Regions from separate parts of the Ovis aries genome. Here regions 2 and 3 are each linked to region 1. Evidence: chromatin contacts called from public Hi-C data. All regions are on one chromosome and are shown on one strand. Each heading gives the region's core, a stretch centred on a gene start, on an enhancer-like site or on the middle of the called end of the contact. The rest is flanking DNA. Distances are from core to core; before and after follow the strand shown. Region 1 overlaps ANKRD44 (ankyrin repeat domain 44). Region 2 holds the start of ANKRD44 (ankyrin repeat domain 44). Region 3 overlaps ANKRD44 (ankyrin repeat domain 44).

Evidence for each region. Hi-C and Micro-C count contacts between places; a contact is called where the count stands out from the background.
Region 2: a contact with region 1 is called in a Hi-C map of hypothalamus, with 4 times the contacts expected there. The contact joins the promoter of ANKRD44 here to the enhancer-like site in region 1. A contact is called at or near these places in 11 of 16 Hi-C or Micro-C datasets (blood, hypothalamus, liver and 5 more).
Region 3: a Hi-C map of hypothalamus shows a contact between it and region 1, with 3 times the contacts expected there. The contact joins two enhancer-like sites. A contact is called at or near these places in 5 of 16 Hi-C or Micro-C datasets (blood, hypothalamus, liver and 2 more).

What each region holds. Positions count from the first base shown.
Region 1 is chr2:199,497,972-199,502,568 of ARS-UI_Ramb_v3.0, reverse strand. ANKRD44 (ankyrin repeat domain 44) reads left to right here. Exons shown (of 28, transcript XM_042244028.2): 2 at 1,022-1,105. Among named protein-coding and RNA genes, the nearest start is that of ANKRD44, 130 kb to the left of the region's middle. Within about 2 kb of position 2,313, at least 12 of the 54 cell types and tissues checked have an H3K27ac peak or open chromatin away from gene starts, as enhancers often do. A contact at or near this core is called in hypothalamus, where this site is marked.
Region 2 is chr2:199,623,905-199,628,501 of ARS-UI_Ramb_v3.0, reverse strand. ANKRD44 (ankyrin repeat domain 44) reads left to right here and starts at 2,452. Exons shown (of 28, transcript XM_042244028.2): 1 at 2,452-2,560. The coding sequence starts at 2,534.
Region 3 is chr2:199,417,386-199,421,982 of ARS-UI_Ramb_v3.0, reverse strand. All of the region lies in intron 8 of ANKRD44 (ankyrin repeat domain 44), which reads left to right. Among named protein-coding and RNA genes, the nearest start is that of PGAP1, 160 kb to the right of the region's middle. Within about 2 kb of position 1,847, at least 7 of the 54 cell types and tissues checked have an H3K27ac peak or open chromatin away from gene starts, as enhancers often do. A contact at or near this core is called in hypothalamus, where this site is marked.

The sequences.
Region 1 (4,597 bases), core at 1,064-3,563:
CCACACCTTTCTACACTGATTCCCTGGCTACCATATCCTTCCTCCTCTTTGCAAACTCAAAGGCATTCATGAAGGTGCCTTCCATGAAGCTTTTCTGGACACTTTTCTCACCCTACCACCCAAGCAGAGCCAGTTTTTCTTTCAGCTGGCTTTCCATCAAGTTTATAAATCCTTCTACCACATGTTGGGCTTGTTTAATCTGGGTGAGTTCAATGATGCATGTTCAGTAAGGCCTCTTTCTTCCTCCCCACCCCACTGTTATACCACTTACTTTGAATAGATGGGAAAGTGAAGTGAAGTGAAGTCACTCAGTCGTGTCCAACTCTTTGTGATCCCATGGACTGTAGTCCACCAGGCTCCTCTGTCCATGGGATTTTCTGGGCAAGAATACTGGAGTGGGTTGCCATTTCCTTCTCCAGGAGATCTTCCTGACTCAGGGATTGAACCCAGGTCTCTTGCATTGTAGATAGACACTTTAAGTAATCACCTCTAAAACACTCAGTGCTCATTGGCTAAGCTATGGGAAGTGTTAGGGGAATGGTTTAAAGGCTTTTCCAAACTTTGACAAAAAACAAGTGTTCAGGAGGCCAGAAACATGGCCACTGACATCCTCTAGGAACAGAATCGTTTAAAAGGTCCAAGGAGCATTGTCTAATGAGAAGCTGGGGAATGGCAGGGGACCCTATGCACAAAAACACAGATTTGGTAGTTTGCTTGATAGGTAATTTAAGGACCATCCAAGGACATTTTCAACTAGTGGTGATTTTCGTGTTACACTCATAGCCCCAGATTAGATGTGACTGTCTGTCATGGCTTTCAAATCATATTATAGTTATTTCTTGATGCAAATAACTCCCCTGCTGGACTTCGAGCAAGGGTGGACCCAGGCCATGTTCATCTTTGTCTGCCAATTGATAATTGTTGAATAAACTTTTGGGGAATAGATCTTCTAGCCATCTGCATCTGAGTGCAGTCCAGTTATTTAATTACAGTTCTAATTCCAGTTCTCCTGTGTTTACAGCCACCACTGGTCCAAGCAATCTTCAGCGGTGATCCAGAGGAGATACGGATGCTCATCCACAAAACAGAAGATGTGAATGCTCTGGTAGGAGATGCTCTGGCTTTGCCTCCCCAGACCCTCTTCACCTTTTCTGTGCCATGGACCTTTTCGGTGTCTGGTGAAAGCCCTGGCCCACTTCTCAGAATTCTGTTTTGAAATGCTCTAAATAAAATATATAGGATTCAAATGGAAATCAATTATTTTGAAATATAGTTATTGAATCAAAATTTTCATATAATAATATATGTGTTTATCAACACATTTAAATGGTAAGATACAGTAGGAGATCTAATAATGGCCATAATTTAAAAATAATGGTGAGCCTGATCAATATTTTGTGTTATCTGCCACCACTGTAACGTGGCATGAATGTGCCTGTGATTTCTGCCAACACTAAGGTTTGCTGCCTGCATTCATAATGTGAAGAAATGGGAAGTTTCAGTTAGAAGTCAGTGAAAATAGAGATAGAAACTTTGTTCTAGAGAACCCATGCCTTACAAACAGGAGTTGACAAACTATGGTTTGTCACCTGTTTTTGTACAAGCTACTGGCTAGGAATGGTTTAATTTTTTAAATGGCTGAAAAAAGAATGAAAAAAAAAGAATATTTTGTGACTTAGGAAAATTGTATGAAGTTCAAATTTTGATATCTACAAATTAAGTTTGTTTGGAACACGGGAAGGACAGCTTTCCTACTGCAGGAGCAGAGTTGAGCAGCTGTGACAGAGACAGTATGTGGCCTACCCCAGATATTTATTCTCCGGCCCTCTGGAGGGAAAATTTGCTGCCCTCTGCACTAGAGGGTCCATGAACCCGGAATGAGTGGATGAACTTGGCATCCTGTGTGTACCCTGAAGTCGTACGTAATGTGTGCATGCACTTGTGGACAATTTGTGTAATGAAAGGGTCAAGGCATTTCATCAAACTCTTAAAAGGGTTCATGATCCCCTAAAGATTAAGAACCACTGAATCTGGAAGTTCTTGACATAAACCTGCACTGAGGAAAGGTGAAAAGAGTTAGTCAATAATTTATCCTTTTAATAGTTTCCTAGACCTAGATTGAACAAGCAATTATGTATAGTACATGCTACTAATTCTCTTAATATAATGCAATTACCTACATGCTCCAGTCTGTCAGGGAGAGGAGTTCTCTTTGAAGTCCCAAGTGTTCAGGAGAAACAACAGACTCAGACACATCTACGGTACAAGAAGAGCTTTGCCACTGGGAAATGCATTCTGTCTGAGGTTGCATCTCTGTCCGCTCCGCCACATGTTTTATTCAGAAGGCGAGTCATCACTGCCACCCATTGTTTAGTGGCAATGTAGGTTGCTGTGGCTTTTTGAAAAAGCTCTTGGCAGTTTCTCCCCAACTGGCACTGACAACAGCAGAGCAATGTGGTGTGACATTTTAGCCAGGTAAGCACAGATGTGGTCAGGGCCAGACTACTTGAGAAGGCAACTGGGCATTTGTCTAGGGCCCATGGGGCCCTATACTTCTGAGAGGAGGCGAGGCAAGCAAGCTGATCATCTGTGTTCTGACACCACCAGAATTCATCCAGCCTGTTCTGTGTTGTGGGCCCCACCCAGGCCAGCCCAAGGCAAGGTTACTATCTTCCCTGATAATCATCAACAAGCAGGACTTTTGCAGTCCTGTGTACCAAGAAAGAGTGTACTGTCCTCTGAAAGCCTTTAATTTTTCCTTAGGAAAGTGACAAACAGCTGCTAGCTGGTAAAGATTAGGGGAGGTTAACTGCTATAACACACAGATGGCTCAAACATAAGAGGTGTTTAGTTCTCTTATGAGCAGATTAGAGCGGTGGTTCTTTTCTACATAGAGTCCCAGGTATCAGCATGTAGCTTCTAAGGTCATTCAAGGGGTGTGTCAACAGTCCAACAAGAAGGGAAAAAAAGAATGTGGAGGCAAAGCCTGGGAAGATTTTATGGGACAGCTTGGCTGTGGCATAATCACTTCTACTCACATCCCACTGCCCAGAACTCATCCCATGCCACAGCTAACTACAGAAGAGGTTGGGAAGTTAGTGTAACTGTGTCCCCAAAGTGTCAGAGAACAGTGACTTTGGTGAACAAGTTGCTGTCTTGGCTATACCAATTTCTGGTTTTAGGTAATTCAAGTGATACCCCTTAGTCATCTGTGTAGTGTGTTGTTAATTTGACAGTTAATTACTGAGTCTGGATCCTATGTAAGGTGCTGGGGATACAGCAGTTGAAAAGATAGCTCTTTCCCTCGTGAGCTTACAGTGTGGCAGAGAAGGCAACAAGTGAGAAATCATACTATGTCGTATTTCTGAAATGGAAAAGCTGGGACACTGTTTAGGGGCCTGTGTGAATCATGAGGGACTAAGGAAGTGAGGTATACACTGAGGCTGCTGCGGGAAGTGCTTTGTCGTTGCTGTTGGATGTGTGGCAGCGGTTGGATGTGACAGCAGAGAAGGGTGGATAAGGAGAGAGGAAGGAATGAGTGTGAGTGGCTAAATGAGTGGACAGCAAGCCTAAGAGGAGCCTGAGTTCTTAGGTTGGTCGTGTGGCTCCTCTGGGTCCACAGACCCTTTCCTCCACTCGTACCTCTTACAGCCTCCCTCTTCACATCCCCCTTTCCCTTCCTCAGGTGAGTATAAGGATCATTTGCTCCTCTACTCTGTTATCAAGTATGTTGCTGACACTGAGCTGTCCTCTTCAGTGGTTTTCCTTGGTCGGCATTCCTTCGGGATCAGTCACAGTGACTGCTGGCGGTGGATTAGACAGTTTAGGGGAAGTGATCGTTAACAAAGGGCATAGGGAGATGGAAGATAAATCTGGATTAGAAATCTAAGCCCAAAGATTGATTTTAGGATAGAAGAGTGGCTGCTCCCAGACATTTCAGTGTCAAGGAGGGGAGGTAAATCAGGGAAGCACCTCTTGCTAGCAAGAAGACAGTTTTTGTCTTTCTTCCCTTCTCATCCTTTGCTTTTCTCTCTTTATCCCTATTTAGTCACTTAATTTTTCTTTTCTGCTCTGGGCTCTGACTTTTTTGCTTTCTTTTTTCTTCTTCATCTTTCTGTGCCTTTTGATGGGTTGCCTGTTCTTTGGTATAAATACGCTTTGATTAACTGATCCAGATAGAAGAAGAGTCTCATTCAGCTTTGCCTCTTTGTGTTTTTCCAGACTTTATTTCCCAGTACCAATATGCATCAACCAAATGGAATTACTCAGCCTGCTGGCATTTATTCTTTCCTCACTTGTCCACTGTTTTGATCCCACCTGTCCTTTCAGGCCTTCTATTGATCCTTCCTCTGTTAAGTTGGCCTAATTTTCAACTTCCTTTCTGCTGCTTTCTCTTCCACCTCCCAAATCCCTTAGCTCTTTGTACCTCACTGATCACTTTACTTGAGTTATTTATGTCTGTGTTTTACTTTTGAGAAACTATGTGTTTGATGACATGACTGCTATGTCACTCATTCTCATTTGCTCACTGGCCCGGTCCAGTCCTTGCAACACATGTTGAGTGAATGACTAAACCTCTTTTATTACTTATGTTGAG
Region 2 (4,597 bases), core at 1,203-3,702, 130 kb before region 1:
AATACTCCATTGTGTATATGTACCACAGCTTTCTTATCCATTCATCTGCTGATGGACATCTAGGTTGTTCCCATGTCCTGGCTATTATAAACAGTGCTGCGATGAACATTAGGGTACATGTGTCTCTTTCAATTCTGGTTTCCTCGGTGTGTATGCCCAGCAGTGGGATTGCTGGGTCATAAGGTAGTTCTATTTGCAATTTTTAAAGGAATCTCCACACTGTTCTCCATCTGTTCCACTCTTTGCGACTCTGCGGACTGTAGCTCACCAGGCTCCTCTGTCCATGGGGATTCTCCAGGCAGCAAGAATCTGGAATGGGTTGCCATTTCCTTCTCCAGGAATGAATAAGCATTTGCTCCAAATTCCACAAGTATTCAGTTCAGTTCAGTTCAGTCGCTCAGTCGTGTCCGACTCTTTGCGACCCCATGAATCACAGCACGCCAGGCCTCCCTGTCCATCACCAACTCCTGGAGTTCACTCAGACTCACGTCCATCGAGTCTGTGATGCCATCCAGCCATCTCATCCTCTGTCGTCCTCTTCTCCTCCTGCCCCCAACCCCTCTCAGCATCAAAGTCTTTTCCAGTGAGTCAACTCTTCACATGAGGTGGCCAAAGTACTGGAGCTTCAGCTTTAGCATCATTCCTGCGAAGGAAATCCCAGGGCTGATCTCCTTCAGAATGGACTGGTTGGATCTCCTTGCAGTCCAAGGGACTCTCAAAAGTCTTCTCCAACACCACAGTTCAAAAGCATCAATTCTTTGGTGCTCAGCCTTCTTCACAGTCCAACTCTCACATCCATACATGACCACAGGAAAAACCATAGCCTTGACTAGATGGACCTTCGTCGGCAAAGTAATGTCTCTGCTTTTGAATATGCTATCTAGGTTGGTCATAACTTTTCTTCCAAGGAGTGTCTTTTAATTTCATGGCTGCAGTCACCATCTGCAGTGAGTTTGGAGCCCAAAAAATAAAGTCTGACACTGTTTCCACTGTTTCCCCATCTATTTCCCATGAAGTGATGGGACCAGATGCCATGATCTTCGTTTTCTGAATGTTGAACTTTAAGTCAACTTTTTCACTCTCCTCTTTCACTTTCATCAAGAGGCTTTTGAGTTCCTCTTCACTTTCTGCCATAAGGGTGGTGTCATCTGCATATCTGATGTTATAGATATTTCTCCCGGCAATCTTGATTCCAGCCTGTGTTTCTTCCAGTCCAGTGTTTCTCATGGTGTACTCTGCATATAAATTAAATAAGCAGGGTGACAATATACAGCTTTGACGTACTCCTTTTCCTATTTGGAACCAGTCTGTTGTTCCATGTCCAGTTCTAACTGTTGCTTTCTGACCTGCATACAGATTTCTCAAGAGGCAGGTCAGGTGGTCTGGTTAACACTTTACTATGATTACATATACTACTGTTGTGTGTGTGTCCCATGCTCTTTTACAGCTGGGTCTTCTATCTGTTGAAGAGTAGGGTAACTGGATTTTGTAGAAATGAGTGGGTCAACTGGTGGAAACCCTCAAAAAACCAATTAACGCAGCAGTACAAGACCTTTTCTTCTCCTGTAACGTTGCTCCATCTTCTTCGTCCCCAAATCAAAACCCAATGTTTGAATTTAACGATGGGGTTCTGCGTGTCTAGCAGGGAGGTAGCTGGAGAACAAGGTAAAAGGGCCAGAGCCCCACCTCCCTACCCTCCAAGAGTTTCACAAAAACTAGCTAAAGAATGAGTCAGGGTCTCCTTGTATTAAACAAAGAGAGCACCAGCCTTGCGGTCCCTGACCAGGTGGGATGATTTGAAGAGCTGGGCGGATTCCGGACTAGGGAGAGGTTTAGAGGAAGGCGTGTGGTCCAATCTCCTGATTTGAAATTGGCTACAAGTGAATGCAGCCTTTATTGCCCCTCGGGTGTATCCACAGGGAGTGCTCACGAGGTTGTGTGTGTGTGTGTGTGGGGGGGGGGACGGTGTGTGAGACAGGGCGAGGGGAGGGGTCACGATCAGCAACCCCCCACCCCTCCCCAGCCCGGGGGCCTCTAAACGTGTACGCTCTGCGTGGGGGGCAGCGTGGGCGACCGGGGGGCCCGGTCCCGCTAGCCCGCGCGCAGTGTGCAGGTGCGGAAAGCAGGCGGCAGTCTGACCCTACCGTGGCGCGCCCGGTGCGGGAGCCGGGGAGCACCCTGAGCCGCGGGCTGCGAGGCGCGCCCGCGGGCGGCAGGAGGCAGCGTCGGCCCAGGCGGCGCGGCGGCGAGCGAGGCAACGCGCGGTGATGTCAGTGGCGGCCCGGCTGGCAGCAGCCGGTACTTCCTGTATAAAGGCGGGCGGGCTCGGCTGCAAACCCTACTAGCCAGTGTCAGCCTCTCGGCGGGAGGAGGAGGAGAAGGCGGAGGAGGAGGAGGAGCAGGGGGAGGGCTGTCAAATTCGGGAGCCAGATTTTTTTCCCTTCCCTTGGCAATCCCTTCCGCTTCCCCGGCTCCTGGCGTGACATCTGCGGACCGGGGACCTGTATGTGTGTGCGCGCGAAGGAGCGGAAGAATGGCAGTGCTCAAACTCACCGACCAGGTAGGGGGCGGCGGCGCCGGCGGGCGGGACGCGCGGGCGCAGGGCGGCGCGGAGCCCCGGCAGGGGGATGGGGGCGCGGCACGGAGCGCGCCCGCGAGCTGTTTACTCGCGGCGAAGGGGAGGAGTGTGTGCGGCCGCCGGCTGCTCCGAAAGCCGGCGGCTGCAGCCCTCCTCCCCGGCTCGGTCCCCGCCCTGGGCCGTCGGAACTGCGCGCTCGGCTCGGCGGCTGGGGCGCCCCGGGGGTTGGGGAAGGGGCGGCGGGGCTCTAGCTGGCGTGCGGGGGTGCGTTGTCCACGGGCCCGGGCTGGGCAGGGGGAGGGGAGGCTCGAGGTGCTCCTCCGGCGCTGCGCAGCTTGGGCTCCTCCAGCCCGGGCGGGCGGGAGAGAGGCTGATGCGCGCCGCCGGGAAGAGGAAGGTGGATGGAGAGGGAGAAGGATCGCAGCCTGGGACCCTTTTCCCAGCCAAGCTGGAGACCGGCCCAGACCGTGGCTCTCGTGTGGTCGGGCTGTCTTTATCCTTTTGACGTGACACCCTGACTTCCTCTTTGGTAGCCCAGGGGCTGTGTGTGCGTCGTGCACGATGGAGATCTCAGGCACGGCTGTCCCTAGAGGAGGTGAAGTTCGGCCCGGGGTTCCACTCACAGTCGGTGGGCTACCCTCTGCCTGTGTTGATGAGCTTTGTCGCTTTCCGGCTAAGCCATAGCACGGGGTAGCTCTAGAGCCCTTTGCTTGGAGAGGTGGGGATGTTTGCTAGCTCGGTTGACAGTCCTCGCTGGAGGTCTGAGGCACGAGACACCCCTACCTTTTCGGACGCTGCTGCTCTGAGGGCATTGACACAAGCGCCCAGCCAAGTTGTATGACAAAACTCTGTAACTCCTCCTACGAAAAAAGGAAACAGCTTCCTTTTATTTCTTTTGCCATTTATTCATGGATAGTGAAATGAACATTGTTTTGAGGTCCTGGTAGGCGGAGAGGCAGACTTGACTTTGACACAGGCGGTCAAACATGCCAGCCCTTGGTGTTTAAACATCTCATACTTCTCAAGTGGGTTGCATCTGGTGCCTCCCTGTCCTCAGTATCTAGCCAGAACTTCCTGAGACTTAAGTGCAATCAATCACCACAGTAATTTGTTCTCCTGCCTTTAGAGTCAAAGTTTTGCTTTGCTTTCTGTATTTACAGGCTTTAAAAATTTTCTTTTTATATGGGGGAGGGATCACTGAATTAAAATGAACCTTATCGTTAAATTTAGCAGGAGGAGCAGCTGGTAGTGATGAATCTATTTGTTTCCATTGGTTCCAGAGCATTTAAGAGTACTTGTAAGTTGATATTAGTTTAGCCCTACCCCCAACCCCCCACCTTTTAGTCACATACTTTGACAACTGTTAGACATTTGTTTTAAATCTTTCGATTTTAGTCTGCCTTGGTCATGTTATCTTTTGCCATTGCAAGTTACTCTACTTCTCTGTTAATCTCTAAATATTCATCTTCAAAGTACACAAAATGCTTCTAATAGGTGTTGTCATTTTCACATACACAAAAGAATTTTACATAGAACTTTAGAGCTGGAAGGGATGCCAAAGGTGATCTTCACCCAAATCCTTAATTTTTTAACAAAGAAACTGAGGTCTAGACAAGAGAAGCAAGTCTTCCTCAAGGACACAGCTCTTGGACTTGTAGGGCAGAGATGCACTCCTGTCTCCTGCCTTCCAGATTTCTGTCCTTTCTTCTAGGGATGGTTGATATCTCCTGCTGTCTTGTCATCAGCTGTGTTGAAAGGCTGACAAGAAGGCATCCTCTGCTAAATCAGGATCAACCCTGGTGAAAAGTATTTTTTGATTTTAGAAAGTTATTCTCCAGGACTTGTCCGAGTAGAACTTTTCAAAGAGTTTCTCTTTTAAAGTGTTTTTGAATACATCCCCACCCTTCCCCCAACAAACTAGTCTCACTGTGGAGGGCAAGAAAGGGTTGTATAATGTTTATTTGATTCCATCTCCTGCTGCATAACAGGAAACTAAGGAGTTCTAAGATTCATGGACAC
Region 3 (4,597 bases), core at 598-3,097, 80 kb after region 1:
GAAGCTGGAAGCCCACTTTCTGCCACACATACCTACTCCTCCCAGATAACTGATTAGTGGCCAGTTCAGACTGGATAAGGGACTTCAACTAAGTATAGTGTCTTGGTTTATGGCAGCCTTTTCTTCTCCCGTACAAAATGGACATGGAAAGCATAGCTACTTTAATAGTTAATTTTTCCTGTAGACTGCTAATTATCAATAAAGTTTAAGAGGCACCATTAACAAACAAACAAACAAAAAAAACGTCTGAGACTTGTGTTTATGTATTATCTAATTTGGTGGCTCAGATGGTAAAGCGGCTGTCTACAATACGGGAGACCCGGGTTCAATCCCTGGGTTGGGAAGATCCTCTGGAGAAGGAAATGGCAGTCCACTCCAGTACTATTGCCTGGAAAATCCCATGGACAGAGGAGCCTGGTAGGCTACAGTCCACGGGGTCACAAAGAGTTGGACACGACTGAGTGACTATTAAGACAATCTGTGTAAATGGGATTTTGAATCAAATCTAGCCTTCTCCCTCAGCCTCCCTTCGTCTTCTCTATCTACATACGAATTCTCTTGACTCTTTATTAGTTATCCCAGATTCTCTCTGGATGCATGGATCGTCTAATGTTTCCATGAAGCCATTCAGTCTGAGTGGAGGCTGTTATCATTCTGCACCACATTGCCCTTGGATTTTGAAAGTGTTTGTAAATTGCAAGACAGTTTGTATTTGTTTAGATTTGTCAAAGTTCTAAGGAAATAGCATATTGAAGTGTAGCCAGTTCCTATTCACATGTTCACTTTGTTTTCCTCTGTCCTCCCAAAACACTGAGAGTGTCATCTTGAGAAATTTCAAGATGATGGAGATGAGAGAAAGACTGTGTGTCCGGCATGCATTTTAAAGCCCCTCATTTTGCTTAAATTGACCATGGCCCTGTCTTTGATTTTGAATATAGTGATGTCAGAAAGCTTAATTATTATAAAATAATAGAGATGCAATACTTTATACAATAAGCTGTTGACAGTTTACTTGTTTTTTGCAAATAGGACGAGCATGAGAAAATATGAAATAATTTCTCTTCTCTAGTAGAGAACACATTGTTATTTCTGTAGCATCTCAAGGCTCTTTTTTGGCAAGCTTTCAAACTAAGCTTTAAAAAAAATAGTTACATATGGCTTCACTGGATATGACTTAGAAAAATAGGTTCAAAAATCACCATTGCCAGGTCACATACCTCCTGGTCACTAACATACCACCTGCCTATGGTCTCAATTCTTTTCTGCCCATGGGCCCTTAGATCACTTAACTTAAAGCCCATCACAGTTTACTAAAGCAGACCAGCTCTCTTTTTCTGTGTACTAGGACCAAATTGTATTCTATAATTGCATTGCAGAGGTTGAAGATGAAATTGGAATAAGCAAGAGTAAGTATTAAGAGCGACATGTCCCTTGGAACTTGGGAGAGGAAGTGAGCAAAGCAGGGAGGTTAAGGTCTGAGGTAACCACATACCATCTCCCACTTTTGAACCATTAAAAATTTGACCATCTATAGCTTTTTGCAAACCAAGGTATTAGATTGCTCTTCCATTGAGTTAGGAAGCCCTTTTGGGTTTCTGACCATATCTGATGCCCCCTCCTCCAGCTGACCTTAGCATTATCCTCTTGAACAGGAGTCCCCAACCTCTGGATCTAATCCCTGATGATCTGAGGTGGAGCTGATGTAATAATAATAGAAATAAAGTGCACAATAAATGTAATGTGCTTGAATTGACCCAAAATCTTTCCCACTCCCACCCCGGTCCCTAGAAAAATTGTCTTCCATGGAATCAGTCCTTGGTGCCAAAAAGGTTGGGAACTGCAGCTGTAAAGGCTTTATTGTCCACTGAGCTGCCTGACAACAGGGGTACTGTTCATGGAGAACACAGCGCCTTCAGGTTCCTGGGGAGTAGCTGTGTATTTAAGCTTAGAGAAGGTTTGAGGGAGGATGAAGAAAGAAGGCAGGGCTTCCCAGGTGGCTAGTAGGAAAGAATCCTCCTGCCAGTATAGGGGCCACAGGAGACATAGGTTCGATCCCTGGGTTGGGAGCATCCCCTGGAGGATGAAATGGCAACCCACTCCAGTATCATTGCCTGGAGAATCCTATGGACAGGGGAGCCTGGCAGGCTGCAATTCATGGAGTCTCAAAGAGTCAGACACAACTGAGCACACAAAGAAAGAAGGCATTAGAAGTGGAAGAAAAAAATGAATGGATTTCTGAGGATATTGGTCAAGAAAATTGAAATGCTCTATTTAGTGCAAGGATTAATCTTTCTTGGATGATGGTGAATACTGCCCTGAAAGAGTACTTATATTTGTCATAAAATATTCTTAGTCCTTACTGGTTTTGCTTCATGACCTATGGCAGAACCATAAGTCAATAGGAGAGTCTCTTAAGTGTTCCAGGTAAAAAAATTTTCCATGCCCTAAATCTGGTAGGGAAATGTACCTAGAATTGTTAAGGAGACTAGAAATGAAGAAATATTTTTCTAAAAGCAAAGCTTAGAATAAGTGAGAGAATTGAACATTCCTTCTCGTGGCTCAGAGGTTAAAGCATCTGCCTGCAATGGGGGAGACCTGGGTTCCATCCTTGGGTCGGGAAGATTCCCTGGAGAAGGAAATGGCAACCCACTCCAGTATTCTTGCCTGGAGAATCCCATGGACGGAGGAGCCTGGTGGGCTACAGTCCACGGGGTTGCAAAGAGTCAGACACAACTGAGCGACTTCACTTTCACTTTCTCCTTTGAGAATTCAAGGAATGTTTTATATCCGTCTGAAGTTCTAGGAGCAGCAACAGCAAAGAAAAACCCACCACCCCCATCCCTGCGTGAAAAATTTCTCAGGCAGATAGTGAAACTCAGTAGGATCTCTAGTCTCAACCTGAATATTGTTAATTCTAACTTGTAAAAGCTAAATAAAAAGTACTTGCTTTTTGACCTTCATTGGTTTTAATGACTTTTTGAAATGAGTTCCTTTTCTACCTATAGCATATAAACAAAGCTGCCCCACAGTGACTGCTATGACACTCTTAATACCCAACCTCTTGCCACCCATCTCTTTCTCCATGAGAAAAAAAAAGAATCAACTAAGAACTGGCCTTAGAAGTAGATGAGCCCAGGCAAAGATCTTCAAGAATAGATCTGAAGCAAACATCACTGTTGACCATATTGCCATCCTTTTTATTTTACCTAAAATGGGCATCTCTGTTTTCTCCTTTACCAAAGGCACAAGCACTCCAAGGGAAAAAGGGTATGGAGTTTACTATCTCTGTAATGGGGAAAGCTTTATCAGCTGTACTCCCTAGAAACTGGTCACTCCTGCTTTGGCTCTCTGACTACAATTTAGTTACCTCCAGGTTGGTGGTTACTCCTAGCCTTTAAGCTCTTTTCTAGGCGTGGAAAACTCTTGTTTAAATATTGATAAAGGTGTTATCTAAACAATGAAGTATTTATGGCTTTATGTATATTTAACTAAATGCTAATTAGTTATATTTTCGTCTTAAATTTAAGAGAAAATACTGGAGCAAAATTTAAAGAAATAGCACCACCTAGGGACAAATGAATGTCAACTCTGCAATTTCTGTTTTCTCTCTCCTTAAGAGTCTTGGACCATCATCACTTTTTTGTTGGAGGGAAATATGTCTTAAATCCTCATTCCTAAGTGTTCTTGCCTGGAGAATCCCAGGGATGGGAGAGTCTGGTGGGCTGCTGTCTATGGGGACACACAGAGTCGGACACGACTGAAGCGACTTAGCACAGCAAGTGGTTCCCAGACTTTTGAGTCTTTTGAACTGTCTGCATTTCTCCCAGCCAAGATGCAGACTCTGTAATCAGATAGCTTTTAGGAGCTCTCCTCCATTGTACATTTTGTGGTCGCTGATGGCATCGTATTCTTTTTTTTGGTTAGTGCTCCTTTCCCCAAAAAATATTATTTCAGTAAGTTTTCAAGTTTGCTTCCATCTTCCTTTACTTTCCAAATCTTTTCAATTCAGGCTATAATCATACAAGATTGAGCTAGAGAAAAGATCCTATTATTTCTATTTTTCCCCATCAACCTGAGAATCTTTCACTATAATGATTATTTATTTCACTCAACATGCAGTTACCGAAAGAGTTGGGGTTCCCTAGGGTCTCAGTTGATAATCTGCCTGAAATATAGGAGACGTGGGTTCAATCCCTGGGTTGGGAAGATCCTCTGGAGAAGGAAATGGCAACACCCACCCTACCCCACCCCCCAGCCCATATTCTTGCCTGAAAAATCCCATGGACAGAGGAGCCAGGCTGAGCTGCAATCCATGGTGTCGCCAAGAGTCAGACACAACTGAGCACAATGTTCCAAAAGAGTCAGACATGACTTAGCTGCTACACAACAGCAACAGCAACTTTGACTAACTTCCCTTGGCACAGATTATACATAGCTCCTCTTAAGTCTAAGGAATAGATTTATGGGATATAAAATAAAAATTATTCTGTTCAACCTTGTGGTTTTATAAGCTATTCCAGTCCACAGTCAAAAGCAGCTGCTCCTAAACTTTAGTGTGCTGTGAAATTTAGAAATGAAATCAATTCTGGTTCTGTAG